Regions from separate parts of the Mus musculus genome. Here all the other regions are linked to region 3. The links are chromatin contacts, called in public HiChIP or PLAC-seq maps. All regions are on one chromosome and are shown on one strand. Each heading gives the region's core, a stretch centred on a gene start, on an enhancer-like site or on the middle of the called end of the contact. The rest is flanking DNA. Distances are from core to core; before and after follow the strand shown. Region 1 overlaps Gm12610 (predicted gene 12610). Region 2 overlaps Gm12610 (predicted gene 12610). Region 3 holds the start of Ifne (interferon epsilon).

The links. HiChIP or PLAC-seq counts read pairs in DNA pulled down with a chosen protein or histone mark.
Region 1: a BATF HiChIP or PLAC-seq map of CD8 T cells shows a contact between it and region 3, with 8 read pairs. The contact joins the enhancer-like site here to the promoter of Ifne in region 3. A contact is called at or near these places in 5 of 39 promoter capture datasets (3T3-L1-derived adipocytes, the HPC-7 cell line, cranial neural crest and 2 more), 1 of 15 datasets of contacts at CTCF or cohesin (the NIH/3T3 cell line), 1 of 115 datasets of contacts at active chromatin or transcription factors (CD8 T cells) and 3 of 9 other capture datasets (adipose tissue, macrophages and pancreatic islet).
Region 2: a CTCF HiChIP or PLAC-seq map of the NIH/3T3 cell line shows a contact between it and region 3, with 7 read pairs. The contact joins the enhancer-like site here to the promoter of Ifne in region 3. A contact is called at or near these places in 5 of 39 promoter capture datasets (the 3T3-L1 cell line, the HPC-7 cell line, cranial neural crest and 2 more), 1 of 15 datasets of contacts at CTCF or cohesin (the NIH/3T3 cell line), 1 of 115 datasets of contacts at active chromatin or transcription factors (extraembryonic endoderm stem cells) and 1 of 9 other capture datasets (macrophages).

What each region holds. Positions count from the first base shown.
Region 1 is chr4:89,392,142-89,394,841 of GRCm38.p6, reverse strand. The region is part of intron 4 of Gm12610 (predicted gene 12610); the gene reads right to left. Among named protein-coding and RNA genes, the nearest start is that of Cdkn2b, 82 kb to the right of the region's middle. Within about 2 kb of position 1,326, at least 25 of the 459 cell types and tissues checked have an H3K27ac peak or open chromatin away from gene starts, as enhancers often do. A contact at or near this core is called in CD8 T cells, the NIH/3T3 cell line and adipose tissue, where this site is marked.
Region 2 is chr4:89,439,673-89,442,372 of GRCm38.p6, reverse strand. All of the region lies in intron 5 of Gm12610 (predicted gene 12610), which reads right to left. It also overlaps the pseudogene Gm12608. Among named protein-coding and RNA genes, the nearest start is that of Cdkn2b, 130 kb to the right of the region's middle. Within about 2 kb of position 1,397, at least 38 of the 459 cell types and tissues checked have an H3K27ac peak or open chromatin away from gene starts, as enhancers often do. A contact at or near this core is called in the NIH/3T3 cell line, where this site is marked.
Region 3 is chr4:88,878,758-88,881,457 of GRCm38.p6, reverse strand. It overlaps Ifne (interferon epsilon), which reads left to right and starts at 1,257. Exons shown (of 1, transcript NM_177348.2): 1 at 1,257-1,920. The coding sequence starts at 1,279. The coding sequence ends at 1,857.

The DNA.
Region 1 (2,700 bases), core at 77-2,576, 510 kb before region 3:
TATAAAAGGTTCCAGGCATGGTGGCACATCTTTGATCCAGCATTTAGGAGGCAGAAGCAGGTGTATCTCTACGAATTCAAGACCAGCCTGGTCTACTTAGTGAGTTTCAGGCTAGCCAAGGGATACACAGTGAGACTATCCCAAAAGAAGGAAAAACAGAGACAGAGAAATACAACAACATACATACATACATACATACATACATACATACATACATACATACACACATATGGGAAATATAAATGAAAAAAGAATACACACTATAGTCAGGGATTGATTCTGAGTGGTGGAAATTTTCCTGCTTATTAACATTTTATACATTCATTTATTGTTTTGTTATGGTTTTTAATTGTAGGTGAGTGTTTGTAGGTGCTTTTAGATGCCCTGGAGTTGGAATTACAGCAGTTATGAGCTGCCCAACATGAGTTCTGGGAATAAAACTCTGGTCTTCTGCAAGAGCAGTCCACACTCCTAACCATCAAGCCATCTCTCCAGCACCTACATTTTATATTTTAAAAAGAAGTAGGTAAATATAAAACAACACTATTTTTATATCTTATACTCATAAATTGAATGATGAAATGTGGGCTTTGTGTTTTAAAGTTTCATATTTTCAGATAATGAAAACTTCACTTGAAAATGAATAAAAAGTGTTAGCACGCTGAAAAACCATAGTACATTTTTGGAACGTTTCTGGGTTGGGCTCAGCCAACCTTTCTTCTATTTTCTCAGTCAGGTAACTGTAAAGCTATGGACCAGCAGTCTGGTGGCCTGTGGTCATCGTAGCTGTTAGATAACTTCCTTGACAGTCTGAATATGTTGCCCTTTTCTTGTCTACGTTATAGACTATGCTTAACAGGACACTGGCTCTATCATCTATCAGGCTTTTTCCCAGCTGTCCATTTCCACGAAGTGATGTAAAACGCAGGACCACACAGGCAAGAGCTGGTTTTAATTGTTAAACATTTCCCATTGTGTTTGGTCTCCTCTTCCTCCCTAGTGGTCTCCATGAGAACTCCTCTGAAAAGAGCTGCTCCTTCAAGCCTTCCAACGCAAATAGGAGCCAACTCCTACAGCATATCCTTCAAAGAAACAGGTCACAAGCCAGTATTGGCCTATGACATCTCAGAACCTCAGAAGAAAACAGATGACAGCTTGACCACAGAGAACATAGAAAATATCAAAGGACCCTTGTTACTGTCTCACAGTGGCCAAGATACTCTTAAGTTTCTGTTCCAAAATATCTTGGCAGCCATTTTACCCTAGGGAGGCAGTGAGGGGAAAGTTTGTTCTTGCAACATTACCACCAGGCGAGGGGGGAAAACCCCAGTCTTACACACACAAACAGGACTCTACCTCTGACTGAATACACCCAGGCAAACAGACATTCCTGATATTTCTTGCCTTCTGTTGTAGCTCCTCATCATCATTTCTCAGAAACTAAAACCACAAGGTACCACAAAGGGATATTTTCAGAGCTGTAATGTGGGCACCTGGCTATTTCACCTGCTGTAGGCGGTTTCAATCAAATCCATTTCTGTAAAGCAATGCTGTCCTAGATGACTGTACTGAAACCCCATCAAAAGTGCTGAGTGAGGGGTGTCAGGATCCCTAGAAAGACATTTTGACAGTTTTCAAAAAAAAAGTCTAATGAATGCAATATAAGGGTATGTGAACATAAGATTAAGAAGCAGGCTAGATGGATGGATAGATGGATGGATGGATGGATGGATGGATGGATGGATGGATGGATGGACAGACTGTTGCTGTGTCAGTGAAGAAGGGTCAGGCTGTCTCAGAGGAATGCTGACCTGAGCAAGGGAAAGAAACAAAGAATAAAAGCATCTGCAGGCAATTTCAGTTCTATAAAAACAAATGCACTTTGACCTCACTTTGGGTTAATAGCTGAGCATGTATGGAATTATATGGAAGAGAGCCAAGCCTTCTAAAAGCACCACAAATCCTTTCCTTGTTTAAAACAGGGAAATCCCACCCTCTTAGCTCTCCTCTTTTTTCAGAAATTAAGCTTCTGAAATTAAATGATCTCTAATATTTGCATTATTCACTGACTTCTTTGAATTTTAGCAAAGAGAATGAATCAGTGCTTTAAAAAAAAAACTACAAAAAAAAAGTCTGATAGAAAGCCAACTGGAAAATTTCTCTGGCATTTGTGTTGCTGTCTCCCCAAGAAGGCTGGCTACACTGTGGTCTTCCCTAGCTCTCTCGTGGGATCCGAACAATCGTAGGAAAAATCTAAACCAATCATTAACACTTTTCATTTTACCAGACCATGGGGAAACCCCAAGATTATACACATCTCCTTTCCTGAAGGAAATTGGAACCCTAAAACACTGAGTAAGAATTGGGGAGCAATGGCGGTACATGCCTTTAATACCAGTACTTGGAAGCAGAGGTAGGCAGATCTCTGAGAGCTACACAGAGAAACCCTATCTCAGAAAACAAACAAAACACTGCCTAAGAAAGCCTCAGCTAAGATTTGAAAGGATTTTAGAACAGATTTACAGAGAAGGAAAATGCACACTCATCCCACATGGGGAAAAAAATGTGCAGGGGAAATCATTAAACGGAAAAAAAAAAAGAAGTATGTGGAATACACATAATCTACAAGGGCTGGAGATATGAGATGACTTTAACAGTCAAAAGCACTGGCTGCTCTTCCAGAGTACCTTCAGAGCTGTG
Region 2 (2,700 bases), core at 148-2,647, 560 kb before region 3:
CAAAGACTGTAAGAGATGCTTTACTGGATGGTGCTGGGCAGCCTCCTTTCTATCTACAGCTGAAGCTGTAATACAGAAATTCCTAAAGAAGAGAATGACCCTGGAATGGGTGCAATGGATGGAAAGGCAGTGGGTATGGTTGGTGGCATGTTCTAACTCCTAGAATAATGCTTTGTGCTTATCAATGAACTGTGACAGGAGCTCAAGGCAGGTGGGGGGATGGGGTGGGATGGGAGGTTCGAATCTCTAGGACATGCCAGAGACCTAGGATAGAGGAGGCTCCTGGGAGTCTATGGGGGTGACCCTAGATGAAACTCCTAGCAGTAGGGAATATGGGGCCTAAAGTGGCCACCCTCTGCAATGACTTGATGTGCCAGGCTGGGTTGGTACCCAGGGGGGCTCCCCCTTCTCAGAGGAGAAGGAGAGGGGAAGAGGAAGGGGCTTGTGAGGCAGATGCTGAGAGGAAAGAGATGTAAAGTGAATGAATGAATAATTAAATAAATGGAGAAAAATAATGAAAAGGAAAAACAACAATTCACTGTGTTGAGCATGGTGGTGCATTGCCTTTAAGCCTAGCATTCCTGAGGCAAAAACAGGTGGATCTCTGTGAGTTGGAAGTTAGCCTGGCCTACATAGTAAGTTCCAGGCTAGCCAGGGCTACTAAAATCCTATCTCAAAAAGAAGAAATAGAAGAACACATTGCGTTCATATTCATCCTTCCTAACCCTCTCCCCCTCCATCTCCTGGTGACTCGGAGGAAATGTTCTAGTCACCACTGCATCCTATTTCCAGAAAAACATCTGCTCAATAGCAGGCGTCCAATAAGGCGTCCAAGAAGCAGCCCACAGTCATCACACCTACGTGAAGCTCTTGAGGAAACTCTGATCGCCTTTAGTCTTATACTGCATTGAGGATTCTCATAGAATTATCTGGTTTTGTGATATTCTCAGATGGCTGTAAAATAGTAAGAACAGAACAATCTCCTGGACTAACTAGTCCAGTCTTAGGAAGAGACCAGAAGTTTAAGAGAATGTCATATCCGCACTAATGCCTGGATAGTCCTGTACACACTTTCTGTAATAAGGCATGACTGAAAGGGGAAAGGCACTCAGCAGGGAATGTGAGCAGGAATCTGAAATGCCTGGATCTCTGAAGCCCAGGGTTTTATTTTTTAAATTTCCAATGAATTTTGCGTTCCAAGGCATGAAGCCTCTTGGTTTGACTTCATTTACAAGAACTTTCGTTTCAGATTGTTGGAGAAATAAATGAAACCTCCAGGAAGATGTGCCCTGTTTAGCTTGGAAAATCACCAAGAATTCCAAGTGCATGTGGCATGATGATAACCATCTAGAAATGACTCTGGAGGGACCTTAAGGAGTGAAGCCTCTCCTGGCTCTCTCTCTCTCGCCCTTGCCCTTACCACAGAAAGACTCTGTAAAGTGAGAACAAAAGTAAACTCAGAGGGAGATGTGGGTAGGTTTTGAGGAAAAAAATAGCTAAAAGTTTTATTTTTCTGCATCAGTATCTCTTCACACCATTTTCCCTTTTAAATTACTGGGTTGTTTTTGGTTGTTGTTTTCCTGTCAGTATGCTAGATGTAAAACAAACAAAAAGCATTGTTAAGTCTCCCTCACTCTCAAGCTAAGAGACCAGAGAGTGACCATACAATCCAGTCTTCTAGGACCACTCTAGCCCTTCGATACTGTCACATAAACGTTTCAGAGTCCTTCTCATCTGGACAGTCTGTGGCCATTCTAAGGAATGTGTTCTCCACGTCCCTCCCCTTAAATGGACTAGCAGGAACCCACCCAACCAAGTCACAGGCAATTAATATAAACCTTCTAGCTTAGCTCCACACTGCCAGGGCAAAAGAATCCTTGTGACTCAGAAGAGTTAGTGTCCAATTCATCCATTAGGAAATCACAAGCTCTGATGCATCCGAATCACATCATGTGTTCACTCTGTTTCTACAGTCTGGAGCTGTAATCACCATTTGCTAGGCATTGAATCCAAATCAAATATACATATATTTATGATTTTCTTGGTGATTTCCCAAGGTAAATGGGGCACATCTTCCTGGAGGGTTCATTGTTTCTCCAACAATCTGGTGTGTGTGTGAGTGTGTGTGAGTGTGTGTGTGTGTGTGTGTGTGTGTGTGTGTGTACGCTGCTGCTGAATCGCTTTGCTTTGAGGACTTTAGTCATCATTGCCAAACTTCCTTGGAATTTAAATATTACAATCTTTTTTTTCTTTCCCACCATCTCAGTACTGCCGGAATATATTTAAGGCACACAAAGATTAGACGATTTAATACTTTTAAGATAATTGGTCTAAGACTAAAGAGGAATATGTCATGGGTGATTATAAGAGAATTTTGACCTAAGTATGAGGAAAATTTATTATAAATTATCAGAAATAGCTGTTAGTGGGGGGATGGAGGTGACAGTAATCAATGTCTAAAGTTATTTTTTCATATCTAATGCTACATTCATTTCAAAGCTTTTTTTAGGGAATGAAAGTATTCCCTTGGAGTGAGACAACAGTGATAATTCCATTCCTATCTATATTCAGAACATTTTGCATTCTTTCTTTCCAGAGTTTATTTACCCAGAAGTATAACAATAGTTGAGGTGCCTTTCATCCCATCCCAAGCCACAGTAAAGGACATTTTCTGCAGGTCATAAGTCATTCAGAAACTAC
Region 3 (2,700 bases), core at 8-2,507:
TGGCACTAGTAGGAGGTGTGGCCTTGTTGGAGGAAGTGTATTACTGTGGGGTCTGGCTTTGAGGTCCCATATGCTCAAGCTGTGCCCAGTGTGGCACATAGCCTCCTTCTGCTATCTGCAGATCAAGCTGTAGAACTCACAGCTCCTACTTTATGACTGTGTCTGCCTACATGTTTCCTGCTATGACAATAAGGGACTAAACCTCTGAACTGTAAGCCAGCCCCAATTAAATATTTTCCTTTATAAGAGTTGCCATGGTCACGGTGTCTCATCACAGAATCTTTTACTTCCTCTGGAGTCCAGTTCCCTCGACTTCACTTACTACAACTGTTCCGGGTAAAACTAAGAAGGTAGGCTGGGGGATTGCTCAGGAGGATCTTAGCAATGTGGAACTGGGTATTTGTAATTTAAGAGGCATTACTATTGTAGAGCTGTTCTCATTGGCTTACCATAGTTGCAGCTAGTCTAGGGAAAATGGACCATCCAACCACTTCCATCTCTTCTCACAATCTTGTTATCTTTAACTGGTTTCATGTATTCATAGAGGACCAACACATTTGTAGCCATTGTACTGAACTTGTAGGTTGTGCATACTATGCTGCTATCATGAGGCTATAATCACAATCTTTTGATAAGTTTTACTTTTATCTTATTTTGTAAGCTAAAATATTAGATATTAAACTGATTGGGTGAAATATAAAATAGTTCAAGGTTATTGGTACATATTTTCACATTAATATGCCCAAATACTTGTGCACATTTACAGTTGTACATGAAGTTTCAAAGTTATCAGCCTGTGGATTTCAATGTTTACCTCAGAGTGTGCTCTGGCCACTACCAGATCTATAATAAATAATACTCCATGAAATACCACTGCTTGAAAAAGGAAGCTTGCTCTCAATAAAAGTGCATTACTAAGCCTGAGTAAGCATTTAGAAAGTGCATTGTGTTAGTTAAGGCTTGTACGTAATAAATAATGAGTGGTAATAGTAGGTCAGAGTGGACAACTATCATTGTCTCAAGACAAGTGCACAGTGAAGCCAGCTCTTTCGTTACTTCCTCAAACAGCAACACAATGGGGAATGTAAAGGAAATGTTCCATAAAACCCTGGAATGGGAACCAGAAAACCTAAGGTATAAACTTGGGAAACGACGTACAAGGAAACACAGACAACAGAAAAGAACACCCTCCCTCAGGGTTTCAGATGCGTGAGAGGTAAATATTTCCCAGAACTGGAGTGGTACAAGGTGTGCAGAGATCCCTGTGTGCCCTCCACCATGGTTCACAGACAGCTCCCTGAAACGGTGTTGCTGCTCTTGGTTTCTTCCACTATCTTCTCCCTAGAACCGAAACGGATTCCCTTCCAATTGTGGATGAACAGAGAAAGCCTACAACTACTGAAACCTTTGCCAAGCTCGTCAGTCCAGCAGTGTCTAGCACACAGGAAGAATTTCCTGCTTCCTCAGCAGCCTGTGAGTCCTCACCAGTACCAAGAGGGACAGGTGCTGGCTGTTGTGCACGAGATCCTTCAGCAGATCTTCACGCTCCTCCAGACACATGGGACTATGGGCATTTGGGAGGAAAACCATATAGAAAAAGTCTTAGCTGCGCTTCACCGGCAGCTGGAATACGTGGAGTCACTGGGTGGACTGAACGCAGCGCAGAAGAGTGGGGGCTCGAGTGCGCAGAACCTTAGGTTACAGATTAAAGCATACTTCAGGAGGATCCACGATTACTTGGAAAACCAAAGGTACAGCAGCTGTGCCTGGATCATTGTCCAGACAGAAATCCACCGCTGTATGTTCTTTGTGTTCAGGTTCACAACATGGCTGAGCAGACAAGACCCAGACCCTTGAACACTGAGAAGCAAGAGCCAACAGGGGATTTGAAAGACATAGGTTGGTGGCGGAGTGGGAGGAGCTATATGAACATGATTTGTTTCTTTTTGGTGTAAAGTGGCTGCATTGTTTTGCTTCTGCCCAGGTTTAACTGTGTTCTAAGATGGCATGCATTGCAATATCCATTTTGCCATGCCATGTTATGTTTTCTACCAACTTCAAATTATTTAGGAATTAAAATTAATTCATTAAAATTTCATAATTGGTTCTTCAGTGGTGAAATTTCGTAGAATTTTGCCGTTAGATACGATGAGCTATCTCGATAATGTAGTGAGCATTCCTTAACATACAGCATTAATTCATGTTTACCAGAACTTGTTAGCATCAATCCATGAATATTTCTATTACAAAGACATAATAGAAATACGGCCAAAAGGTGTGAACAATTTTCAGAAGAATGAAAACAGATTCAATCTCACTCATTATAATAATAATAATGCAGATTACAACTGAATAGCATGCTGTTTTTAACCTATTAACTAACACCTCAAGGTTTAATTAAGAAAAAATATGCAGACTCAACACATTTCTGAGAAAGCAGGAACTTTTCCTGTGTGCTAGACTCTGTCGGGTGATTAGTTAATGAATGCTCTTACAATTTGCTAGATCAGCAGAAGTTAGTGTAAGCAACTTCACCTAAGAGAACAAGATTCTCTTGACGAGAACGTGATGTTTTCTCTACAAAAGTACATAGAGAAAAATAAAAGCAAAAAAAAAGTAAAACGTGTATAAGTAGTATATTTGTGTAAAACCATGAAGTAATCTTAATATTTGTACTGACTACATGTGAAGAACTAAAGA